Regions from separate parts of the Zea mays genome. Here region 1 is linked to region 2. The links are chromatin contacts, called in public Hi-C maps. All regions are on one chromosome and are shown on one strand. The core of a region is the stretch at or near the end of the contact, and the rest is flanking DNA. Distances in the headings are between cores, read along the strand shown. Region 1 holds the start of LOC100281169. Region 2 holds the start of LOC100275401.

Region 1 (7,354 bases), core at 542-3,041, 140 kb after region 2:
CAGCCTTGCACTGTGTTCGTTTCGAACATGTGTTACGTATCCTTGGATTTCCAGCTACCCTTTCAGCATTCTTTCCTTCCATTGAACAGTTCAACCATTTACAATTCTTCCGCTCCCTATATTTCTTCAACGGAAATCCAACCTCGTATGCATATTGACTATAAAAATTATACGCCTCGTCCACGTTACTAAATGTCATACCGACTTTAGGTATCAATCTTATATCAATATTGTCCGGCTGCGCACAGAAATTTAACATTTACTATTCAATAGCGTCTAAATTTAACATGGTATATGTACAACATTACAAAGAAGTATGTAAGAGAATAAGAGTATCATATTAGGGAGAACTTACATGGCTTTGAAGAATATGAGGTGTGTCCTGTTCATGCGGCCCAATATGTCTCATGAGGATGTGCTTCTCTATGCCGACCATATCTGCCGTTTTTGTTTGCTCATCGATATGTCCAGGTGCCCTCAATGCTGCCGGGGGAGTAACGGAGACACCCTCTGTGTATGGGGCGATCGCAGACGCTACAGGATTCATGTCCATTGAAACAGACGTACATGCTGGCGTATTTACAGATGCTACAGGTGGCATGTCATCGCCAGCTCCGGTGCTCGACATTTTCTCGCCGCCGGCCGTACCTCTAACTTCCGCCGCCGCTAAACGCCGCCAATACCTGAGATAAAGACGGTGGACGAGCGAACGTGGACGAGCTAACCTTGTATTTGTTTCCTCCCGTAACTGCGCCTTTATTTACGCGCACGTCTTTCCTTATCTCAAACCGGTGGGAGATTTTTAAATGTTGCATGGTTTACGCTATCATGTCTCACAGCGTTATGCAATCGTAAACCGGCATGCACATGCAAATATTCGTTCCGTGATTCGTGGCAGAAACTTTTCCATATATGCATGAGTTATGCACATTTCCACATACCTTTATGCATGTGTATATCGGTTGCAGCGTCTCAGCCGGGATACGTTGCTATCCTATGCATGGCTGACGCAAGCTGGCGTCCATTGGGCCGAACGTGACCCGATCGGCCTCCTGGCTGGGGCTTCGTCCACTAACGGAAGCCCAGGGCTTCCATTACCTCTTCCCTATATATATATATATATATATATATATATATATATATATATATATATATATATATATATATATATATATATATATATATATATATATATATATATATATATATATATATACACGCTAGATGTAATATGGCTAATCGTATTAATTTTATGTACTTTATTTATTCATATATTGGTGAAAGTTATTATATATATAAAGTATTTATATTTTTATTCTTTTTATGTGTTTAGTTATTGAGATGTTATATATATATATATATATATATATATATATATATTATGTATTTTAAACAATATACGTGGATGTGTATTTTGATAGGGACCTAGATAATACACTCTGGTAAGTTTAGGGGCTATTTAGGCATTGTTGGTGCTAATATGCTGCCACGCTAGCAAACATGTCTAGCGTAGATCAATTCGTTCCAAATCTTGACTATTCATGTGAGTATCAACGTTTCACATCGATTCTTAAATTAGACCCCAGCATAATCAAATGTTAGACAGTTCCTCTCTGGTTCTCTTTTGAGCCACCGGAGCAAGCCACTGGCCTCTCAGCGGTTGCTTTGCGGCCCCCCATCGCCAGGTTTACGGTTACCTTTTCCCGACACCTGGGCCCAAGCCCCACGTTTCCGGTCCGCCACGTGGGCCCTCCACCTGCTATATAAGGACCCAACTCTCCAGCCTCCGCCTTTGCCACGACCAGACGACCGTCCATCGTCGGTCCTCCCCTCCTCTGCTCTGTTGAGCTGCTCTCTCCCTCTGGCCTCTCTCTCTCCGTTCCACTTCTTGACCGACACGGCAATGGCGAAGGGCGGGCTGAGCAAGCTTAAGTGCATGATCAAGAGGTGGCACTCCTCGAGCCGGATCTCGCGCACGCCGTCAGGGTGCTCGGCGCGCTCTCACGACGTCGGCGACGCTGGCGCCGGGTTCGCTCTGGAGAACTCGTGGAGGAAGGGCGCCGCTGCCTCGTCCGTCTTTGCCTTCGGCGGCGGTGGCACGGGGTCGGCATCGTTCCACGGCACCGACGGCCTGCCCCCGGGCCTCCACCCGGTCTACGTCGGCAAGTCGCGCCGCCGCTACCTCATCGCCGCGGACCTCGTCGGCCACCCCCTGTTCCAGAACCTCGTCGACCGCTCTGGCGGCGCCGGCGTAGGCGCCGGCGGGACCGTCGTCGGCTGCGAGGTCGTGCTGTTCGAGCACCTCCTCTGGATGCTCGAGAACGCCGACCCGCAGCCGGAGTCGCTTGCCGAGCTCGTCGAGTATTACGCGTGCTGACCGCCTACCCACGGTCACGGCCACGTCCGATCCACGATGCCGGCAGCGCAGCGGCGCCCCCGAGCTCGACGGCCGGGGTCGAGGGGTAATTTGGGTAATCTGGTTCCTTTGTTTAATGTTAGGGGTAGAGTTGTAATATATGCAGGGTTGCGAGGGCAAGGAGTAATCCACATGGAGATTGCTAACCTTGGGGTGCTTGTGGTAATTGTGTCGAGATAGCCGTGTAATTACCGTGCACCCAAGGTAATGCTATCCCGGGGAAGTTAATTACTCTCTAGTGCCTGATCATGTAACAATGTGGCTTGCATGTTTCTTCTGCTAGCTGTTTCTTTTAAGCAGAATTGAATAAGATTTCAGGAACGGATGTATGTATATCTATATCCATATATATGTACATTATAATTCCACCAATGTATGAAGTCCATGATCGTTTCTAGCATGTGAATTGTTCTTCTGAGATTCTTTCAATGGAGCCATAAAGATAGTTTTGTGAGGCTGAAGTTCCAGTTCGCTTGCAGGTGTGTAGTTTCGAGTTCTCTCTCAGTGAAAGCTGGAGCATGCACGTACGTAGGCCAAACCGGGCATTTCGCGCTGACGAAAACGCGGGTAACTGTAGTTTATGGGAGATAGAGGAACTAAACCCTAGCTGGCTAGTAGACTAACTAGTCACTAATAAAATCATTTTCTTCCCATTCTTTTTCTCTATTTTTTTCAAACCAAGTGTATAGATGTAAGCTTTCACATAATCATCTCTATAAACACACCTATATATATATATATATATATATATATATATATATATATATATATATATATATATATATATATATATATATATATATATATATATATATATATATATATATATATATATATATATATATATGAGCATCTTTAAAAGGAGAAGTTGGACGGTATTTTTATCATAATTATCTCGTTAATGACCTACACACATCGCCTACCTGCACGTACTGAGAGAATAGCAACACGTACCACTACCGGAATCAATCGCTTTGCCGAATGCCTGAAGCACTCGGCGAAGCCTTAAAAACACTCGGCAAAGGCTTTGCCGAGTGTGACACTCGGCAAATAAGGCTCGGCAAACAGTGCATCGGCAAAGTCTTCTTTGCCGAATGCTTTTTCTCGGGCACTCGACAAAGTTTGCCGAGTGCTGGAGAGCACTCGGCAAAGAAAAGCGGCCGTTACGGCGCCGGGTGACGGAGACGGTGGCTTTGCCGAGTGTCCCTGGTGACACTCGGCAAAGAAGTTATTTTTGCCGAATGTCTTCCAGGCAGCACTCGGCAAAGAATCCATCTTTGCCGAGTGCCACTTGGGACACTCGGCAAAGAGCTCGCCAGAGAGGGTCCCCATGTCAGGCTCTTTGCCGAGTGTTCTGTGCGGCACTCGGCAAAGAGCCCACCAGAGAGTGTGGTATGTTCCTACACTATGTAGACCTACATATACCATTTTGGGACAATTAAAAAAGTGTTTTCTATAGCTAGTAGATTTAGTTCGTTTATTTGAATTTCTTCGGAAAATTCACATTTAAACTGCAAGTCACTCGAAACTTGAAAAACCATGCGTGCAAACATAATATACATGCTATTTATCACAAGTTACGACCGACTTCAGGAGCGTACCGGAAACTTCGAGCACCATGCTCACTCAACATGACCGTGAACTTGCCATCCAGCTGTTTAAAAATTTTATAAAACACAAACAAAGTCAGAAAATCATGAAACTTGTCCACGTGTCATGATATCATATGTAGAGGCTGTGATAAAAAATTGAGAATGTTTGAAGAAAGTTGTGAGACACTATGTGTAGAAACCTAAGAGAACCACACATGAAATCATAAAGTTTCAATGTGGTTCTCTTAGGTTTCTACACATAGTGCGTCACAATTTTCTCGAAACTTTTTCAAATTTTTATCAGCCTCTACATATGATATCATGACACGTGGACAAGTTTCATAATTTTCTGACTTTGTTTGTGTTTTATACAATTTTTAAACAGCTGGATAGCAAGTTCACGGCCATGTTGAGTGAGCATGGTGCTCGAAGTTTCCGGTCCGCTCCTGAAATCGGTCGTAACTTGTGCTAAATAGGACGGATATCATTTTTGCATGCACGGTTTCCCAAGTTTCGAGTGACCTGCAGTTCAAATCTTAATTTTCCGAAGAAATTCAAATAAACGAACTAAATCTACTAACGATTCAAAACTCTGTTATAATTTTACACAAATGATACATGTAGGTATACATAGTGTAGGAACATACCACAAAAAGTTTGGGAGACAAAATCTAAAAAATAAAAGTATACTTTGCCGAGTGTCTTTATAAGACACTCGGCAAAGGGTCCTTTGCCGAGTGCCATATATATGGCACTCGGCAAAGACTGACGGCCGTCAGCTTTGGGACGGCCGCTGACGGCCCTTTGTCGAGCGCCTCCTTTGCCGAGTGTTTAACACTCGGCAAATATGTCTTTGCCGAGTGACGCCCTGTGCCGAGTGTCCAGCACTCGGTAAAGAGGCTCTTTGCCGAGAGCCTAACTTTACCGAGTGCGACACTCGGCAAAGCCTTGTTTGTCGAGTGCCCGACAAAAGGCACTCGGCAAAGAGGCCGACACTCGGCAAAGCCTTGGATTCCGGTAGCGTACTAAACCTGAGCATATATGTGCCATGTCAAATACTTGAGTTAAGGTGGATAAGTTGTACCATAATGAATCTATAACTAGTAACTGTAGGTTCGTACTCAACGTAACCTAGTTTCTCAGGGACGCATCGAGATGGAGTTCAGGTGGCCATCCGGCCTCTCAACCAGTATTTGCGTCCAATGAATGCATATGGTGCCCGTTTACTCAGAGAGAATCGAAACCTAAACACGCCATTTTTGATCAAACCAAATGATTAATTAGCCATCATGTGGGTGCTGAAAGGACGTAAGCTTGATCATTAATTACCAAATCTGTGTATTATTCTAATAATCAGACAGGGTTGAGATAGCGGTTTGGTGCGCGCACGATTCGATGACGAGTTCAAGTCCGCGCTGTCATGCATGCGCTTTTCCCCTTGTTGTATTATTATTTGCATGGTGTGTGTGTATGCATGCTTAATCATGTGTGCTCTTAATCCCTTCTCTTGACTGGACGATGACAACGTTTCAGACATGCATTTGGACGTACGTACTGCTAATTAACTAGGGCCTCTCCAATAATAGTTAGGTAAAGGAAAGCATTTGGTCCCCCTGCTGAAACCGTTGGACCATACGTGTAGATTTCTCTGGGACTATGATTCCTTATGCAAAGTTTCTGTCTTGAAATGTTCATTTTAGCCTCTTCCTAGCTACAGTGGCTATATACAGTATTTTAGTGTGGCCCAGATAGAAGAACCTGAACCCGACAGGCAAACAAACAAGAGAACCTGTTTTGCGACGTTCTGGGGTTGATCATTTTCATCCAATTAATCCAGCTCTAGCTAGCACACAACGAAATTAAAGATAGTAAAATGTTCATTTGCCAATATAATGCATGATTAATGAGGTGGGACACCAGCGCTAAAGCGAAGCTCTGGGGACAAACAGAAGGCCTGCAGTGTTGGATTAAAAAGATGGCAGGCCAATAATCCTTTTGCGGTTAGTGCCGTTGTTGCGAATTTAAAGAAGTGCCCTAGCCCTAATTAAGAAAAGGCCCGCCTGGCCCTTAGCCATTAATATAAACTCTTACAACAAGTACTAGTTACTTTATAACTTACTAATATTTATTTTCTTTTATTAAGCGCTGATTAAACTCCGTGGTTGCGCTAGCTAGCTACTACCGGCCGGTACCATGCATTCCGCAGAGACCATGGTTGCTGGGGCATATGCCTATTAAAGAATGGCATGGGGGATGGAGGCGAATTTATTGCTAGCTGCTGCTCTAGCTGCAATGGTACAAGGATCCCGACCACAATATATGGCCGGCATGCCCTTTTTCGTTAGCTTCACCAAAACGCCAAGCAAAGCAAAATAGAGGGTACTACTTGCATCTCCAGGACAGTGATTATATATGCAAGGGACTTGACAATCTCTACTTATATTAAAATCACCAGTTGTTCTGGCTCTACGGTTCCACTGTCGTCATTTCTATAAAGAATCTTTTATATTTCTTTGTAATCAACATGTCGTCCATCTGACTCGTCGGATCCATATTTAAATATTTAATTAGTAAAAAGCTAAAATTATGTACAAATCTACTATATTAAATCACCAGTTTTTCTGGTCCCACGGTTCTACCGTCGCCATTTCTACAAAGAATCCGTTATATTTCTTTGTAATCAACTTGTCGTCCCTCTGACTCGGTCGGATCTACATTTCAAATAGAGATTCGAACCACGGTAGTTGGCTCCAAACTCACATTAACAAACACTTAGCTAATAAAATACACATGTCTTTATGTTTTATGCTTTATACACATGTATAAATGGAAACTGTAGCAACTTACGAGCACTTTGCGAGTATGAAAGTAAAAATGTGCTTGAAAGAACTGAGGACAGCTCAAAATTCGGTCTATCTGTGTTACATATTAATCTATTGAATGAGGAACAGTCCATCACGATGACGTACATATATATAGGAGTTTATTTTGAGAGTCCTAGATAAATACAATACGAATTTAAACTAGATTCTAGTCTACATCAACTGAAAACATCTATTTGATGTTGGTCTCAAACTTCGATCTTCCAGTGCGCTCGAGAAGAAGATGAACGGGGAACGAGAACTCACGAGCATGCTTGCGGTTTTGGACGGACTAAAAAACGTTCAACACCCCACTGTTTTTTTGGTTTTTTTCTATTTATATGAAGAATAAGTCCATCGCTGTAAATCTACTATATTAAATCACCAGTTTTTCTGGTTCCACGGTTCTACCGTCATCACTTCTACAAAGAATTCGTATATTTCTTTGTAATCAACTTGTCGTCCCTCTGACTCGATCGGATCCA
Region 2 (7,040 bases), core at 1,865-4,364:
CATCTTTAGCTAGACCCCTTGATCTTCTCAAGTCTTCTAGTAATGTGTTTCTGCTAGCTCTTCGAGGGCTTGCCACAGCAACTAGCATTGCTGTTGTGGAAGAAATGGTTTTCAGATCATGGCTTCCAGAGGAAATTGCAGTTGATCTTGGTTACTACAATGCCATTCTGATATCTGGACTTGTGTTTTCTCTAATTCATCGGTATGTCAATTCTGTCCCACCACCACTTGTTCAGCTGCACTTCGACCCAATACATGTGGATTGGGGTGGATTAGAGTGGAGCCAAGCAAGGCTTTATTAATATGTACATATTTCATGCAACTGCTGGTAAATGGCAAGTCAACCATCACTAGACTTGGGAGATATAATTATTGCAGTGTCGAGTCTGAGTCTGATTTGGGACTTGGGAGGGGTTACAGTCTATCATTGAGACTGCAGGTGATGGGTGAGGAGGGATAAAAATAGGGGGATGGTGGATGCAATGAACTTTATTTTATCTGTGCATACCTTATGGTACTATAAAACCAATCATGATATATCAAATCATTGAACTAACTAGTTGCGCAAAAGCTTCACAAGATATGAATTATTCAGTTTGTAATGCGTATGTATGATTTTATCCATGTTTTTTTGTATTAAAACATGTTTTAATGTGGCAAAACATTTGCAAATTGGTAACAATGTAACATACAATTGGATGGCAGGTCACTACCCTCAGTACCAGGTTTCTTGCTACTTTCTCTGGTACTTTTTGGGCTTAGGCAGAGGACACAAGGAAAGCTTGCTGCACCCATTGGCCTACGTTCTGGAATCATGACTGCCAGTTATTTAATACAAAGCAGTGGTGTTTTAACATCCAAACCTGAAACACCGTTTTGGATGATTAGCACTTACCATCTGCATCCTTTTGATGGTGTTATCGGCTTAAGTATCTGCTCCTTGCTTGCTATCTTTTTCTTCCCTCAAAAGCCTGTTCAGAAGGATACATCTGTGTGATGAGGCTCAGAAGAGTAAAACATAATGCTGGAGTGAGCTTCCAACAAGGACTAATCACCATGCGTATGCTGCGAGCAATGAAGGGTTTTTCCTACCATACATGTTAAAATGCAATGCCCTGCAACTTGCTGGCAGCAAAGAGTATGTGCTCGGTTAGCTTCTTGCTCATCTGACTGAGGGTACTGCTGATTGGAATGGCTTTTGGATCTATAACTAGAGTATCCAGGTCATTTGTACTTAGGCAAGTGTGTATACTACTCTATACTGGATTATCGAAATGGGGGATGGTTTCTTCCCTACGTTGTAAGGTCTGTTCTACAGACACGGTTGAAGTTTCATTTTTACCATCCTACAAATTTCTAACTCCTTTTACTATTACTACGAATGCAGGTGGCGGAGGAACAGATGATATGCCTAGGAAGAGGAACTAGTAGATGATAAGAGTTTGCCCCTGATATTAGGCTTCCTCTGAAATGCAGGAATTCTAGAGGAATATACAGGAATTTCACAGGAATCAGTCCATTCTCACAGAAAAAATGCAGGAAACTGAAAAAAAATCCCCGCATTCCAAAGGGGGCATCATCTAGGATTTCTTCATACCGAATTATCGATTGACTTCGACCACATACCGTGCTTTTGTTCATGTCTTTGAACACAGGCACACCCAAATTTCGAGGTAGCAAATTTTGCCCACATACACTGTATATAAAGTAGTTACAGTGCAAGAACAATGCTAACTGATCAGGTGATGTCTCGTCCTCCCCCCGGTTCTATTATTGTTACTGTATAGCTGTAATTAGTCCAAGTGTACAGCTGAATCTACTAAGGTTTACAAGGAAAATCGCCAGGCAGTAAACCTTCAATGCTTTTGGCTAGGTTTTCATTCTGAAAGTCATGTCTTCCGCGTCAGCATAATCCTGTATTCCTGTATAACCTCTGTTCGGACTTCGTAGTGCTCATCTGAGTTCTGATTCGGCCGGGCAACTGTAAATTCTGTAGTGTTCGAGAAAAAACTGTAAATTCTGTAATATTGCCAAGAATTATGAATTTACATGAACTTTACAGGTATAAGGTATTTGCTTTAATTTTTATCTGCAATTATACAATAATAATTGCTTATTTTTTTATTTGAGAGCTGCTCTACAAAGGTTTTGACACGGATTTTTTCGCAAGCCGGCAGTTGCGTCAATGCGTGGGCATGCAGCCAGCAATCGCACGGCCACTTGGACGGGCCAAAACTCTCTGGCCCACAGCTAGGGCGTGGTGGGACGTATACATGTACACGTGGGCCAGCCTGGCACGGCACATGTCAACAAAAGTACGGTCCACAAAGGCACGGTCCACAAAAGCACATATTTAATTATGGATCGTGCCGTACCAGCACGTGTGCCCAATCATCGGCCCACATCATGATCCACAATTAGTTATATGTACCAGACCGGCCGAAATAGCCTAAAATGTCTTAATGTGCCAGACTGGTCCCATATACATAGAATAGCAATAGATAAACAAAAAGTATAGAATATATGACCCAAATAAAACTAAGATGTTTTGTGGATGCACATTAAAAACCTTTGGTTAGAAAGAAAAAATATTACAAATAGCTTAGAAATAATATTTAGTTCTCTGTTCAGTGTTTTATTGAGTACTATACAGCCATACAGAATACATATACAATAATCATCATCACTATTCACTATCCCCATCTAGGTATTGGTTCTCGAAGGCCTATTGAAGCTCTAGATTCTCCAAGTTGTGCTGGTCATGTGAGTTTTGATGGACCTTAGTTAAATACTGAGTCTATATTTAGTGGGTCTCGATGTGCCTTAGTTAAATGGGTCGTGCCAGGCTGGCCCATGGGCTTGACTTGAGGCCCAGACACGGCCCACATATTGGGCCGTGCCGGCTCAGGCCTACAATGAGGTTGGGCCGTGCCAGATCTGGGTCGTGACAAAAATTATGTGCTTTTCGGCTCAGACTTACAATTAAGTTGGACCATGCCAAATCTGAGTCGTGCCAAAAATTATGTGCTTTGGGCCGACAGGCACAGGACAAGACGGACGGCCACAAACTCCAGGCAGAAAGTCAGAAACCAAGAAACGCCCGGCCACGACGCAGGCCTCGTGGCCAAATCGTCAGCTCGTGTTCGATTGTTTGTTTCAGTTGCCCGCCTCACTTCACCGGCTCACCGTGCTTCACCTGCTATCTTCCATGGCGGCGGCTCACCTCTTCTGCTCCGCACCGGCCGCCTATCGCGCCGCGAACCCACGGCCCCTTGCTACCCGTGGCCGCGCCAACCCCGCCACGGGAACGTATCTGGTGCTCAAAGGGGTATGGTGCTCATGTGCACATTTCCCCCGGGCCACACCATCGAGAAGATTCTTCCCCTGCCGCGCGTCGCTCAGCCCCGATGGATCGCTGGCCATGCTCGGGGCTCCCAGTCCCAGGATGGCGCCACCGATGAGGAAGCCGTACATGCGGGAGCACTCTTGCCTCATCTTCCCGCCCCCGCGCGGTCGACGCCCGCTGGCGGTCATCAAGTTCCTCGGCGGCGCCTTCATCGGCGCCGTCCCCGAGGTCACCTACGGGTAACTTTGTTAGCGCGTGAGTTCCATTCCGTTCCGGCGGTCGGCTACAATGGGTTTCATTCGGTTCCGTTGGACCCGCACTGGTGACTGGTGCGCTTGGCTCATCGCGCGGTTGGTTGCTCACTTGCTCGCAGCTACCTGCTGGAGCTCCTGGCGCTGGAGGGCTTTGTGGTCGTGTGCGTACCATACAACGTCACCTTCGACCACGAGGCCGCCGCGCGGGAGGTATTCCAGAGTTTCCATGCCTGCTACGACGCGCTGCTCGCGTCGGGGCTCCCGGAGGCCGGCCTCAGCGCCCTGGACATCGCGGAGCTCCCGCTCTACTCTGTTGGCCACAGGTGATTTCATCGAGGGCTGTCGCACGCTACTTGTTCGATGATTTGACTCGGAGGAAGCCTCGAGCTCTGGTTTGTTGATGTGTTCATTTAATTGTTCTGTTGTCATGGTTTGCAGCAACGGGGCACTGCTTCAGCTGCTAGTGGGAAGCTACTTCTCAGAAAGGATACCAGAGGTCCGCTGATGTTTTGTTGATGAAAAATCTGTCTGCAAAGTTTCAGTTTGTTTTAATGTTTCAGTATAATGAATCAAAAAAGAAGCTTTGTATTATTTAAAATTTCATATAATCTCATATAATAATTCTGATCGCCAAGTGCTTTTGATCTTATTTCTATGTTGGGTTCTCGTTTTAGGCTAATGCCATTGTCTCATTCAACAATAGGCCGGCATCGGAGGCTGTGCCTTACTTTGAACAGGTATTTAGTCTGGGCTTCATTACCTTATGCTTAATGGGTGTGCATTTTTCTGTTTCACATTAATGTTTCCCTGCATAAGAGTAGCAAGTTGCAGATGCTGATTAGCAAGCGTAGAAATGAGTACACTTATATATGGAACAGGAGAGGAATTGATACTGAACTTCTAATTAACTTTTGACTAGACCAAAACTCGACCTAAAATTAGTTTGTTGGGATACAAGTTGTGGTTCAACTCTTCTTGCTAGTTAGTACTGTAGGCTAACTGAGTGCCAGTCTGTGGTTGTGTTTGTGTGAGTAGTGAACAGTTGAGTATCTAAAATTTGATGCCCTTCTTTTTCTCTCAAACGTGTAGGAGGACATCACATCATTGCATTAAGAAGAGAGAGAGAGAGGTCCAAACAAAAAACAACCAATAAAAACACATGGCACTCATCCAAACTACACAAACACTAACATCAAGTTTTCAAACGCGTTACAGTAACATTGTAATCAATCCAACAACAGAGCGCACCAAGCCCCTAACACCACCGAAAGTGCCCAGGCGCCCCTGCATCTCTCGATAGCTGAAATTTCTCCATTGAGCACACAATTGTTCCTGAAAAACCTCCTCAGAACTTTTGGAGTGGCTTCTGGTCTGGTGACAAATATAAGAGTTCCATTACCCCAGTTAGATGTGAGGCACATGAAATTGAGGTTGTCCAGCAGGTTCTACCTTGTGATGTGGTTCAGTTTCCTTGCAAATATTTGGGTATGTCGCTGTCCATCAGGAAGCTCTCCAAATTTGTCTTATTCTTTCTACTAGACAAAATTGCAGACTGTCTTCCGGGTTGGAAAGCTGCCCTCATCCACCCTGCAGGCAGGGCTACCTTGGTCAAATCAGTTCTTATGGCTATCCCCATCTATCACATCATATCTATCCAGTGCCCCAAGTGGGTGATCAAGGCAATCGATAAAATTAGGCGAGTTTTTTTGTGGAAAGGGAGAAAGGATATAAAAGGAGGCCACTGCTTGGTTGGATGGCAGAGAGTGTGTAGGCCCTATGATCTTGGGGGTCTTGGCATCTACAATATTGAAACATTGGGATGGGCAATTGGGTGTTAAACATGAGATGGTTGTGGTTGCAAAAGACTCAACCAGGTCGTCCTTGGGTAGGTCTTGGTATGCAGTTCATTCTAGTGCAACAGCCTTATTTGCAATCTCCATCCAATCTGTGGTGGGCAATGAAAAAATACTCTTTTTTGAGTTGATTTTTGGCTGCAAGGGAAAACTTTATCCGATTTGGCCCCGGATTTAGTTTCAGCAGTATCTTTTAGATCACGCAAGAAGAGGACTGTACAAGAAGCTTTAGTTAACCTCCAATGGTCAGCTGATATAAGGGATGATCTGACCCAACAAGGATTCTATGACTATTTCAGGTTGTGGGATATTCTGCAAGGGGTGCATCTCTCCCCTGAAGTAGATGATCAACATATTTGGACCCCCTCGGCTTCTGGTGTTTATTCTGCTAAATCTGCTTATGACAGATTGTTAGTGGGTGCTACCAGTTTTGATCCGACAAAACGTATATGGAAATGTTGGGCGCCTCCTAGGTGCAATTATTTTCCTCTGGTTGGCTTCTTTAAGCCGATGTTGGACAGCGGACCGTCTTGCAAGGCATGGTTTGGATCATCCGGAGTACTGCCCCCTATGTGACCAGGAAAAGGAAACAGTGCAACATCTCCTAGTGGCTTGTGTTGTTGCTTGACAAGTGTGTTTTTTCCATCCTGGGTTTGAGTGGCCTCCAACTCCTCACTCCTGGGATTGCTGATGAAGTATTCCAAGATTGGTGGAAAGCAGCTGAAGCAAGAGTTTGTAAGGAGAAGAAAAAAGGCTTTAACTCGCTGGTGGCGCTTTCTTCTTGGAGGATTTGGAAACATCGAAATGCTTGTGTCTTTGATGGGGTGCCCCCAAGTGTATCTAAAGTCATTCAGGACATTAAGGAGGAGGCCAGAATATGGTGCTTGGCGGGTGCTGCTGGCATGGTTCTTAGGCGATAAGGCAAGATAAGGCGTTGGACCACCGCCTAGACGCCTATCTTTTCCAATACAGACATCTATCAGTCCAGATTAAAGTGGCAGTGGCACCAATACTCAAGCCAACATCTAATCGATAAGAGGGCCACTATCAGCCAAAAAGGGAAAACAGAATAATACTTCTTTTCTAAGCATCCAACAAACAATTTGTGTTTAAAGCTGATTTTGGTCTAATTGTGCTTTCCTACTGGCCTTTGGAAGTTACACTGTCTTAATAGTATATTTGTTTTATGCAGATAGGGCCCCTTTTTAGGCAACTGATGCCTATGATGGAGGCCTCGCCTGTTTACTCGATGGCCAGAAATGCATCAGGTGATTGTTGGGTTACAACTTAGGTTCTCATGTTATCTGTCATTTATCTATTTAATAAATTTGTTTAGGCTTAAAGATCCATAACAAACTAATGCTTTATCACAAGCTTTCCTTTATGGATCCATTGAGAAAACAACCTGATCACCCTGTCTAGTGTTGATAGTTTGCTCTTAGTTATAGATCTTAGCTTTTGTAGTTCAGTGCTTCATGATATCATGCTGCTGCTGCCACACGTAAAAGTGTGCACTGTTGTCTGATGACATTTGTAAAATGAAAGAACGAATCAAGGGTATGAACTTTTGCTTGACATGCTTCATGT

The links. A called contact is a pair of places that touch in the nucleus more often than the background predicts.
Region 1: a Hi-C map of tassel shows a contact between it and region 2, with 3 times the contacts expected there. The contact joins the promoter of LOC100281169 here to the promoter of LOC100275401 in region 2. A contact is called at or near these places in 3 of 25 Hi-C or Micro-C datasets (ear, leaf and tassel).

The regions. Positions count from the first base shown.
Region 1 is chr7:125,926,415-125,933,768 of Zm-B73-REFERENCE-NAM-5.0, forward strand. LOC100281169 reads left to right here and starts at 1,792. Exons shown (of 1, transcript NM_001154088.2): 1 at 1,792-2,757. The coding sequence starts at 1,904. The coding sequence ends at 2,377.
Region 2 is chr7:125,787,661-125,794,700 of Zm-B73-REFERENCE-NAM-5.0, forward strand. LOC100275401 reads left to right here and starts at 3,115. Exons shown (of 10, transcript NM_001350153.2): 1 at 3,115-3,585; 2 at 3,720-3,923; 3 at 4,039-4,096; 4 at 4,275-4,337; 5 at 6,646-6,721. The coding sequence starts at 3,209. It overlaps LOC103632806, which reads left to right. Exons shown (of 12, transcript XM_008654538.3): 10 at 1-202; 11 at 706-1,305; 12 at 1,388-2,124. The coding sequence ends at 997.